Regions from separate parts of the Mus musculus genome. Here region 2 is linked to region 1. A link is a contact called in public promoter capture Hi-C data. All regions are on one chromosome and are shown on one strand. Each heading gives the region's core, a stretch centred on a gene start, on an enhancer-like site or on the middle of the called end of the contact. The rest is flanking DNA. Distances are from core to core; before and after follow the strand shown. Region 1 overlaps Tox (thymocyte selection-associated high mobility group box). Region 2 overlaps Gm33752 (a long non-coding RNA gene).

Region 1 (4,453 bases), core at 666-3,165:
GATTCTAGACACCATATCCCCTTTGATCTCTTCCTGAACCCTTGGTCAATTCTTAAATGTTTTCTGCATGCCATGAGAAGCATGTGACTTTTGGGATTCTGGGTGACTCAACTTGAATTTGGTTCTTAGCATTTGTGTGTGTGTGTGGGGGGGGGGGTTGGGGTTGGGGGGGTGGGGGTTGGGGTGGGGGGTGGCAACTGTTTTGGAACTGAGAAGTGAGAAACAGCTCTTTTTATCTCTTTAGGAAGAGGATGCACTGGTGTTTGCTTAGGCCTGGCAAGGGTGGCACCTCAGGAGCAGTTTTCTGTTGTGTTGCTCAGGAAAAGAAGATTGCTAAGTAGAATTGTTTTTCATTTATGTCAACAAAAGATATGCAAAAATACAGATTCGTTCCTCTAGTTTGCTACTAAATGAAAAGCAGATTTGGTTTTATTCATGTCACTGTAAAAACTAAATAAGTACTCACACCAAGCATGGATTTTTTTTTTTTTTTTTGCCAGCAAAAATTAAAACATCAATGAAACCTCTTTCAAATACTAACAAATTTACTTACAAACACCTATATTTATTATTTCATAAATAGGCGCAACAAGTTTCATAAAAAAAAGAAGAAAACGATTAAATACAGACACAGTATGGAGAAACAGTAACACAGAGCCATAGATAAAGAGGAGCACTTAGCTAGCGCGTTCCGGCCTGTTTCTGCAGCTAAGATGCCAGTGAGCATTTGGCAGCTTTATCCATAACAGGACTTGGATGACATTTACTAATCATTACACAAAAGTGATACAAAAAAGGATTTTTTTTTCTGCAATACAAAATAAATGTGTTTGCGCTTCCCTCCATACTAGCTTCTTTTTTGTCTGATCAATAAGACAAAGCCAAATTGTTTTTAAATTAAAATCATTTGGGAATATTTTTTCAAGTATTTTGAAAATATAGAACTATTAGTAAGTTGTTTTTAAAAATGAAGTAAAAATATGAATGTTTGCCAATTTTAATCCCTCTGTGAAATCAACAAACTGGGGTGAGCCAGTTTCAAATTACAATTTAGCTACAAAAACATTCACATTTTATACTCTAGGAGAGTGTAACATAGATGCTATTTACAAACTTGCTATGACTGCTACATCAAGCCATTTAAAAAGTCTTTAGTAGTTTCATATAAACACCCATTATGAAAACCAATGGAAAACCCAGGACCGTTTACCCCAGACATCTACCGTTGCTAAGGCAGTTACTAGAGCCGCAGCACTTCACAGCAAAACCAACAGAAATCAGAATGGTCCACACTTCCTTCTGGGAAGAGGAACAATGTCCATAAAAGATTAAAAAAATAATAAAGAAGCATGACTATTTCTTCCAGCGTGGGTGACCCACAAGCTCACATGGTCCTAAGTGCTTAGTAACTTGTATTTTCTAATCAAATGAAGAACTGCTTTGAGTGCGCAAAGCAATCCATGGTGAAAAGATTTCCCTGAACTCCTCAGTGGAAAGAAGAGGTGTCGAGATTTTCAGGTGAGATACAGCGCTTTGTCCCTCTGCATGCCCCTGTGTGGAGAGAAAACACGGTTACAAGAAAATCAGAATCACAGTGGGAGGGGGTGGCAGAGGGAGTTGGGGTGGTGAGGCTAGTATTATTTGTGCTAGCTCAAGCGCATAGATAGTTGACCTAAATCCCTAGGAAAGAGAAACATGGAGGCATTTGTTCTTGGAAAGACTAGAAGATGATGGCTCTACATTTTATGTATGTATGTATGTATGTATGTATGTATGTATGTATGTATGTATGTATGTATGTATGTAAGTTACTTTTCTGAAGCCTTCCTGGACATGAGGCCCCACTCCCGAACGGAGGCGCATGCTGTGAGACTCTCCACCACCAGGTGGCGATGGCCGGCCGCTTACCCACTACTGCAGTAGTCGGTACTCCAGTCCACGGGCTGTGGGGGCGGATTTCTGCACCCAGAACGCACGTACTCCATCGCTTGGGTGACAACTTGTGCAGCTGTAGATGTAGGGTTGATAATAGTCTGATAGTCGGGTTGAAGAGTAAATCCCTGAAGGAAAAGCAAATCTACATTTGAGAAAAGGCGGTACCTTTTAAAGCAAAGAGCAGAGACATAGTTATCCACACCCGCAAATATGGTAGGCCACCTCACTTCTGTAGGAACCAGCGGAAGGGGCTCCCTGACTTAGAGTAAAAAAGAAACACCCATCACCTCATTATCCTTACCTTTCCTTCGCTTAACCAGGTGTCCAAAACCCTTTCATTACACCCTTTGGCAGATACATTGAGTTGGGAAACAATTTAAAATATAGAAAAGCCAACTCAATGTAAGCAAAGGGAGAATGAACGTAAGCTTCTCACAGTTGATGGTTTCTATCAACCTAACACACATTAATGGTTAAGCCCCAGAGTAAGCGACCGAGCCTTCCTGAAGGATTCAGGCAGCAGGTGGCTGAGTGTTTTATTAGGCTACACCTATTCACACATTGTTACTCAAAACCCTTTTTTTCATTCAGTCACAATGGGACCATCTGCTGCTTTTTCTTTATTTGTATTTCTCTTATCAGCTAAAAATTTCAACCAAAGAGTTGTTTCTGTTTTGTTTTTTTTTTTTAAATCAGTTGTTGGACTAATACAGAGACAGAAAACAACTAGCCATTGGAAAACATAGGGACTAAAACATGTAAAGACAGAAAATATTTTTAATTGAAAACTCTCTTAGCTGGCAAACAATACTCAGACTTCAGGAAGATTCTTTTAATTCACTAGTGATGAAGTGTTGACTTTTAATCCCAGCAAAGCTATTAAAAATTCAAGGACGGAATCTCTGAAGTATATAGCTATATCTGGTAAACAAAACACATTATACACAATTTATTTTTAGCGTATCAGGTGAATTCAAGAGCAGCAGAAGCAGGCTTTGTTGGAAGTGACCACAGAAAGAAGCGGAATTAATCTCATGGCTGTCTCTGCAGCAGATTCTAGCCATGGTTTTTAACATCCAAGAAATCAAGATTCAAAATGCACCATGCACAATTTAGTTTCAAGTAGCTTTGGAAGGCGAAATATTACTGACATATTCCTTAAACTAAGCAGGATGGTGGGAGGGTTGATTTTTAAATAAGATTTTTCCTTAGACTTTTACTCATGTGTGGGTGGTCCCTCACATAGTGATTTGAAAACTATGTCTACTTCAATCTTCCTTAGCCCTCTGGTTGGCTTCTAGAGATCTACTGATTTACCATTCCACTGATAAGCCCATGTTACCCCGATAGACCCATGTCCATGTCTATTCCACTGAAACTGTGGAGAGAGGCAAAATTCAGGGTGAAAAGTCACCAACAAGTCAAGAGTTTAGTATTACTGGTTGTTGACCCAACACACCCTTACAGCAGTAGATTTCCTAAGTAACAACTGCCTTGGAGGAGGAGGTCCTGAACAGAGGCCCCTGTAGCTCAGGCTCCAGGCATCTTCCTGTAGCTCAGGGAAGGCAGTTGTCCACTGGCTTTCCAGCCCAGTCGGAACCTTTCTCTAGGTATTCCCAGCATGAAAGGAGCCTCAATGCCCTCAGTGAAAGATCTTCATTTCCCCTGGTCCTGACCTGCTGCTCACCTTCTCAGTTTCTGTCACTAGGGTCCAGTATGATAGTAGGTAGAGAGCTGAAGAAAGTTCTGAGAGACCCTGTATTGGTTTCTTTGACCACTGAGCTCATTGACAGGCTGTGATCATTGTCTGCAGTGCTTACTACATAATCTCAGCGCCTAGCCTACCACAGTGCCTTAAGAAACCATGGTTTTCAATAAAGAAAGAGAATTTGATGCTCCAGTAAAAAAGGCAAATACGACCATGTAAATGGCAAGAATTATTTCTCTCTTTAGTGTGGAGTTCTCTGCTGGAATTTTATTTATTTATTTATTTATTTATTTATTTATTTATTTATTTAGGACACAACTGACAAACTCTAACTTAAAAGCAAACAAGGATCAAAGCAAATAATAAGTACAAATATCCCAACTAAGGTGAAGGAAAATATAATACAAACTGAAAATAGTTCTACAGGTTGAGTCAGAATAGCAGGAAAACATTTTTTTAAAAAAAATAATAATTTAAAACAAAATTATGTGTTATATACAAAGTTCCAACATGGAAAATTATGCTACTTTCAAAATCAACATTTAAATAAATCACTTCTTCCCAAACAACCAAGGACCAAGAAAAATACGGCTATAGACTGAAGTAATGGTATTTAACATTGTTTTGCTTTCAACATAGAAATGGAAACATTTCTCAGAACACTGTATAAAACGATACTAAGGTCAACCTTTGAGCAGAGTACATGTCTATTATGGATGTAAATAGGAAACAACAATGATGATATAAATTTTTTGAAACATGTTTGCTTAGCAGTCTAATTAAACGAGACTGAATATTTTGCATTTTAAT
Region 2 (4,453 bases), core at 898-3,397, 890 kb after region 1:
CCTGCAAACCATGCCAAGTATAGATGACCTCAGGCAAAAGCTGGCTAAGGATCAAGAACCATCTTGTTATTTTCTGCAGACTTTCCCAGTAATAATATTCTCTTCTCTGCCAACAATTTCCATTGCCTTGTATGTGATCAGGAAAATTGGGATTTATGTTCAGCTGATTTGTAATTGAAGGAGAATTATATTGCAAGTTTCTTTTTTGGATCCATTCCCATTTTGTTAGGCAAACACAGATGATCTGTCAGTGACACACATTCATAAAGTGATTTGATCTCTTTTGTGTCTATAAATCGAAGGTATTATATTCTCTGAATTTAAATTAAATCATACATTATTCTATGTAATAAGCCATCTAATATAACCAACTTTGAAACCAGTATTTCTCTTGCCAATTGTCAGTAGACTCAAAAATAAGACGTGTCTTTTATATTTGACAGATTAAGACAAAACATTCTTTTGAAATTGCAAGTAAAAGGCATAGCTTTTGGGTTCCCTTGGCAATACAAATAAGGAGTTATATTTTGTTCATTAAACACAGTGTCACACTGTGATGTTAGTGGAATAGATATGGAAGTGGCTTTATGTTTGAGTTCTGATACCATTGCATCACTATTATTGGAAAAAAAAATCTAGACTGGCTTCTAAAGTACATGGTCATCAGTAAATGATGTCAACTATAGCAGACTTCTCTTATGGCTAGTTTATCTGGCGAGTTTATTTGTTACATTAACAGCCATCAATCTTCATATATATGTATATATATACACATTCCTTTGGGATATATGTCCAGGTACTAGAAACTGAAAACCTAAATTCTTATGAAGAAGGGTATTTAGGTGACATGTTCTGGGCATCAGTCACATAAGTGTCCCCACTGGTAAAGACAAAACAAATTACAAAGTGAAATCAATATACTACAGTGGCTCTCCTATAACACTAAATACTGAGCCAATCAACTTCAAAACCACATCCCCTAATTTTTACAAATTTATTTATGCCAGAAGGGGTAGAAAAGTATCAGAAGGAGATCAGTTCCCTCTCTTCTTGCCCATACACTAAGGTTCTGAGACTTCTTCTGCACGCCACCTTGCTGAACAGCGTCCACCTCATTCCCATGAGGACTGGCAATCATTGGCTCACTTTACCCCTATGTTTTGCATGTAAGAAGCTCACCATTTCTTTTTCCTTTAATATGAAGTATTTATTGTGTTCACCTCTGTTTGAATTACTTTACAAGGCAAGACTAGATGGAGCTGTTAAAAACCCACATACAGAGAACATTGAATACTCTTCTTTGGGCAATTTCCTAATTAGCCTCTCCTTTTAACTTTAATAATGACATTCTTCAAGTCAGCAGCTGCCTAGTCTGTAGTTCCATAGATAATGCTTCAGCACCTTTGTTTATTGGCCTTGACCTTGTTCTTCTAACCTTGACTGTCTAGCCTTCATCATCTGCTGATTAATTTTGGTGTTGGACCAACATCGTCATGGGAAATGTAAGCATGGTTCTAGTTACTGATTTTGAGGCCATCTTTGGAACATCACATGACTGTAAACAAGGTGTTTTCGATGATCTCACTGGTCTATTTGGGGATTAGACTGAACCCTCAGTAGAACAAAACAGTCTGTTAAATGTTTTACAAGGTCTTTGATCACAGAATTCTGACTTACTACCTTTGGAGTTTGTCTTGTGTCAAAGACCTGGGCCCCAGTAAGGTAAATGGAGAAAGCAAAAGCTTAATAATCTCCCGAGTAAGCTCCGAGCAGCCTCCTCCATGATGGTTCCTAAGATCCTCGGTAGATATTATCCTGCTGGGGTTACTGGGACAATGAAAAGAAGAGGAGCCATCATTACTGTGCGACGGAAGATTTCTTGTGTGTGTGCGTGTAAATTATAAATATTACTTTTCTCCCCACCTTCAGTTTTTAAAATGTGGTTTCACATTTCATTTAATGCTAAATGGTTCATTGCATAGAGTCGCAACTCAGTTCTCTTATTACAGTGTTATCTTTCACTTTGTCAAAATATGTCGACTTGATAAGAAATCTGACAGAAGTTGCTTATGATGGGATCGCTAACAGCCATCAGTTTCTCTCTAGCAAATGAAACTGTAACCATGGTGACGGCCTTTTTTTTTGCCAGAATGAAAATGAGACAGCACTCTGCTGCAGCCATTAGCAGAATACACAAATGTCCCTTAAGGCAAACATCTAAAGCAAATGGACTGCAAAGGAAGGAGCACTAATTTCTATTTATTTAGGATTTGTAAACCTAGCAGAGCAAGATATTAACAAAGGAACAAACAAAGACAGCTTTAAAACTCCCTGCTGCTTGCGTTTTTCCTTCTGGTTTGTGAAACTCCTCTTCTCAAACCTAGAAACCTTTGGTCTGATTCCCCTACTCTGGTGTTAAATAATACCAGCAATGTGCCTTTGACACTACCCCTGGATATTCCATGGGCTTTCATTCTCCCCTTGTGTGAAGAGGAAAAAGAAACTTAATCTAGTAGAAAAGGTACTTTAAATGATAAAGAGTTGCTCCTCCCCCCCCCCTTTTTTTAAGGTGCATTTTAGGGAAAACTATCAAAAAGTGAAATACAAGATGTCCCTTTTCATATACTTTAATTTTCAAAGAGGCACGTTCATTCTGATAAGGTGCATAGAAGCTGATAATAAGTCTATTCTAACACTATCAGCAATCAGCCGCAGACTGTCAGACCTTTCAAGTGTCACACGCCTCTCAGTGTCTTCTTATTCACCCTTAGTCCCATCTCTCTTGAAACTCCGCAGGGCATGCAGATATTCTCCTGACAGGCTCCGCATAGGTGAACGTTCTTCAGCCTTCTGCGAGACAAGAAGACTGTTTTCAGCTCTCTAGCACCTAAAACAAAACAGTACTTTAAAATGATGTCTCAGTCTGCCTCTTACTCTCTTCCTTAAAGATGCAGCTCCCTGGACTCCATCCTTCCTGCTTTCCTTCTTCATGGAATTATATTAACGATAGACAAAATTAATGTTTTTCAGTATTCCACTTAGTAAGCATACTGATTCTGCTAAAATATTTGTGCAGTTTAAAACCATGCTTTGATCCACAGAACAATGCGTGTTTTACAGAGTGCGAAAAGCTTCACAAAAGCCCATTTGTCTAGATATTAGGCCAGGATCCCTGCTGCCACCTCAGAAAGGAACAAAGTATTAAGATCATAGGAAGACATTTCTGTCAGGTTCTCACTGAGAATCAGAGGCAGCTGCCACTGAGATGTTGCTGTGGAAATCTGTGTCCGGAGCTACATAATTAACCTGTGGAATCATCTCTTATCAACTGCAGTGTAGATTCTCATTCCTGGAATGTCTCTTTCTTTGTTTTCAAGTTGCTTGCTTAAGTAAGTCATATCTGTAACATTTGTCTACCTTGTCAAATCTGAGTATCTGACTTGAGTCACGGTGGAGTTGATTGAACATAAAAAGTTACTTCTGGCCATACTCTAGACTCCAACATATACAAATGGTTTCTATAAAATATAAATATCCAGGGACACATAATAACACTGGTAAGAATTTCTTAGGAGTTTTGCAGATGTTAGAAATTGTGCTGTGATAGAGGGAAACTTAAGGACCCTACAGCAATTATACAGAAGATGAATAATATCAGCTCTAGGCCCATGACAGTGGGGTCAGAAAAGACCAGATAGAGAGTAAACAAGTCTGAAGAGCAAGAAGGAAGAAACTTTATAATTAAGGAAGAATAATAAGTCAGATATATTTGTTTTTCTCTAAATTAAACATAAATTGCAATATGTGATTTAATATTTGCTGCAGACATGCCCATGTGGTGACATGTTATCAGACACAGACCTGCATTGGTATCAACCACTACTCACTCTATCTGTCATTAGGCTGAACCTCAGCTTCCTCACATATTAAGCTGAGACTGTATCATCTTCCCTAGTTAGCAAGTATTCAATTATTATTTGCTTGAATAATGAGGCATGCTAACTTCTAAAATTGTGATTTGTACAGAGTGCTAAGTGCCCGGCAATATGGTTTTCCAGCTCATTTTAAATTGCTTCATCAGTTCTTCTTTTCAGGAATCACAACTCCTTCATATATCACCTGCCTTTTCTTGATCATGAATGGCTGTGAGATACAAGATTAAGCTATTCTGAAATCCTGATCTAAGTGTTAGATCAACTCTTTGAGTATTTTGTCTAGTTTAAACCAACCCATGAAAAAAAATTCCCAAGAATTCTTTGTGTTGCCTATTACTCAATGCTGGCATTAAATTACAAGCTGCTCATTTGAACCCACCACCATATAAACTCTGTTTTTTTTGTCAGAATAAAGCTGCCTGGTCAAGGAGAAAAATAATAGGCTTTGTGGGTGGCACTTGCTATAGTTTCGAGGCACTGTTGAAGTTTCTATAATAGGTGGCTTCATAAGGAAGATG

What was found. Promoter capture Hi-C pulls out the DNA fragments that hold promoters and counts their contacts.
Region 2: a contact with region 1 is called in a promoter capture Hi-C map of hippocampal neurons, with 2.9 times the contacts expected there. The contact joins two enhancer-like sites. A contact is called at or near these places in 3 of 39 promoter capture datasets (cranial neural crest, hippocampal neurons and maxillary cranial neural crest), 1 of 484 Hi-C or Micro-C datasets (cerebral cortex) and 1 of 115 datasets of contacts at active chromatin or transcription factors (large pre-B cells).

The regions. Positions count from the first base shown.
Region 1 is chr4:6,686,911-6,691,363 of GRCm38.p6, forward strand. It overlaps Tox (thymocyte selection-associated high mobility group box), which reads right to left. Exons shown (of 9, transcript NM_145711.5): 8 at 1,909-2,060; 9 at 1-1,551. The coding sequence ends at 1,515. Among named protein-coding and RNA genes, the nearest start is that of Gm11802, 11 kb to the right of the region's middle. Within about 2 kb of position 1,916, at least 12 of the 459 cell types and tissues checked have an H3K27ac peak or open chromatin away from gene starts, as enhancers often do. A contact at or near this core is called in hippocampal neurons, where this site is marked.
Region 2 is chr4:7,578,939-7,583,391 of GRCm38.p6, forward strand. It overlaps Gm33752 (a long non-coding RNA gene), which reads right to left. Exons shown (of 4, transcript XR_390374.3): 4 at 2,652-2,887. Among named protein-coding and RNA genes, the nearest start is that of 8430436N08Rik, 20 kb to the left of the region's middle. Within about 2 kb of position 2,148, at least 42 of the 459 cell types and tissues checked have an H3K27ac peak or open chromatin away from gene starts, as enhancers often do. A contact at or near this core is called in hippocampal neurons, where this site is marked.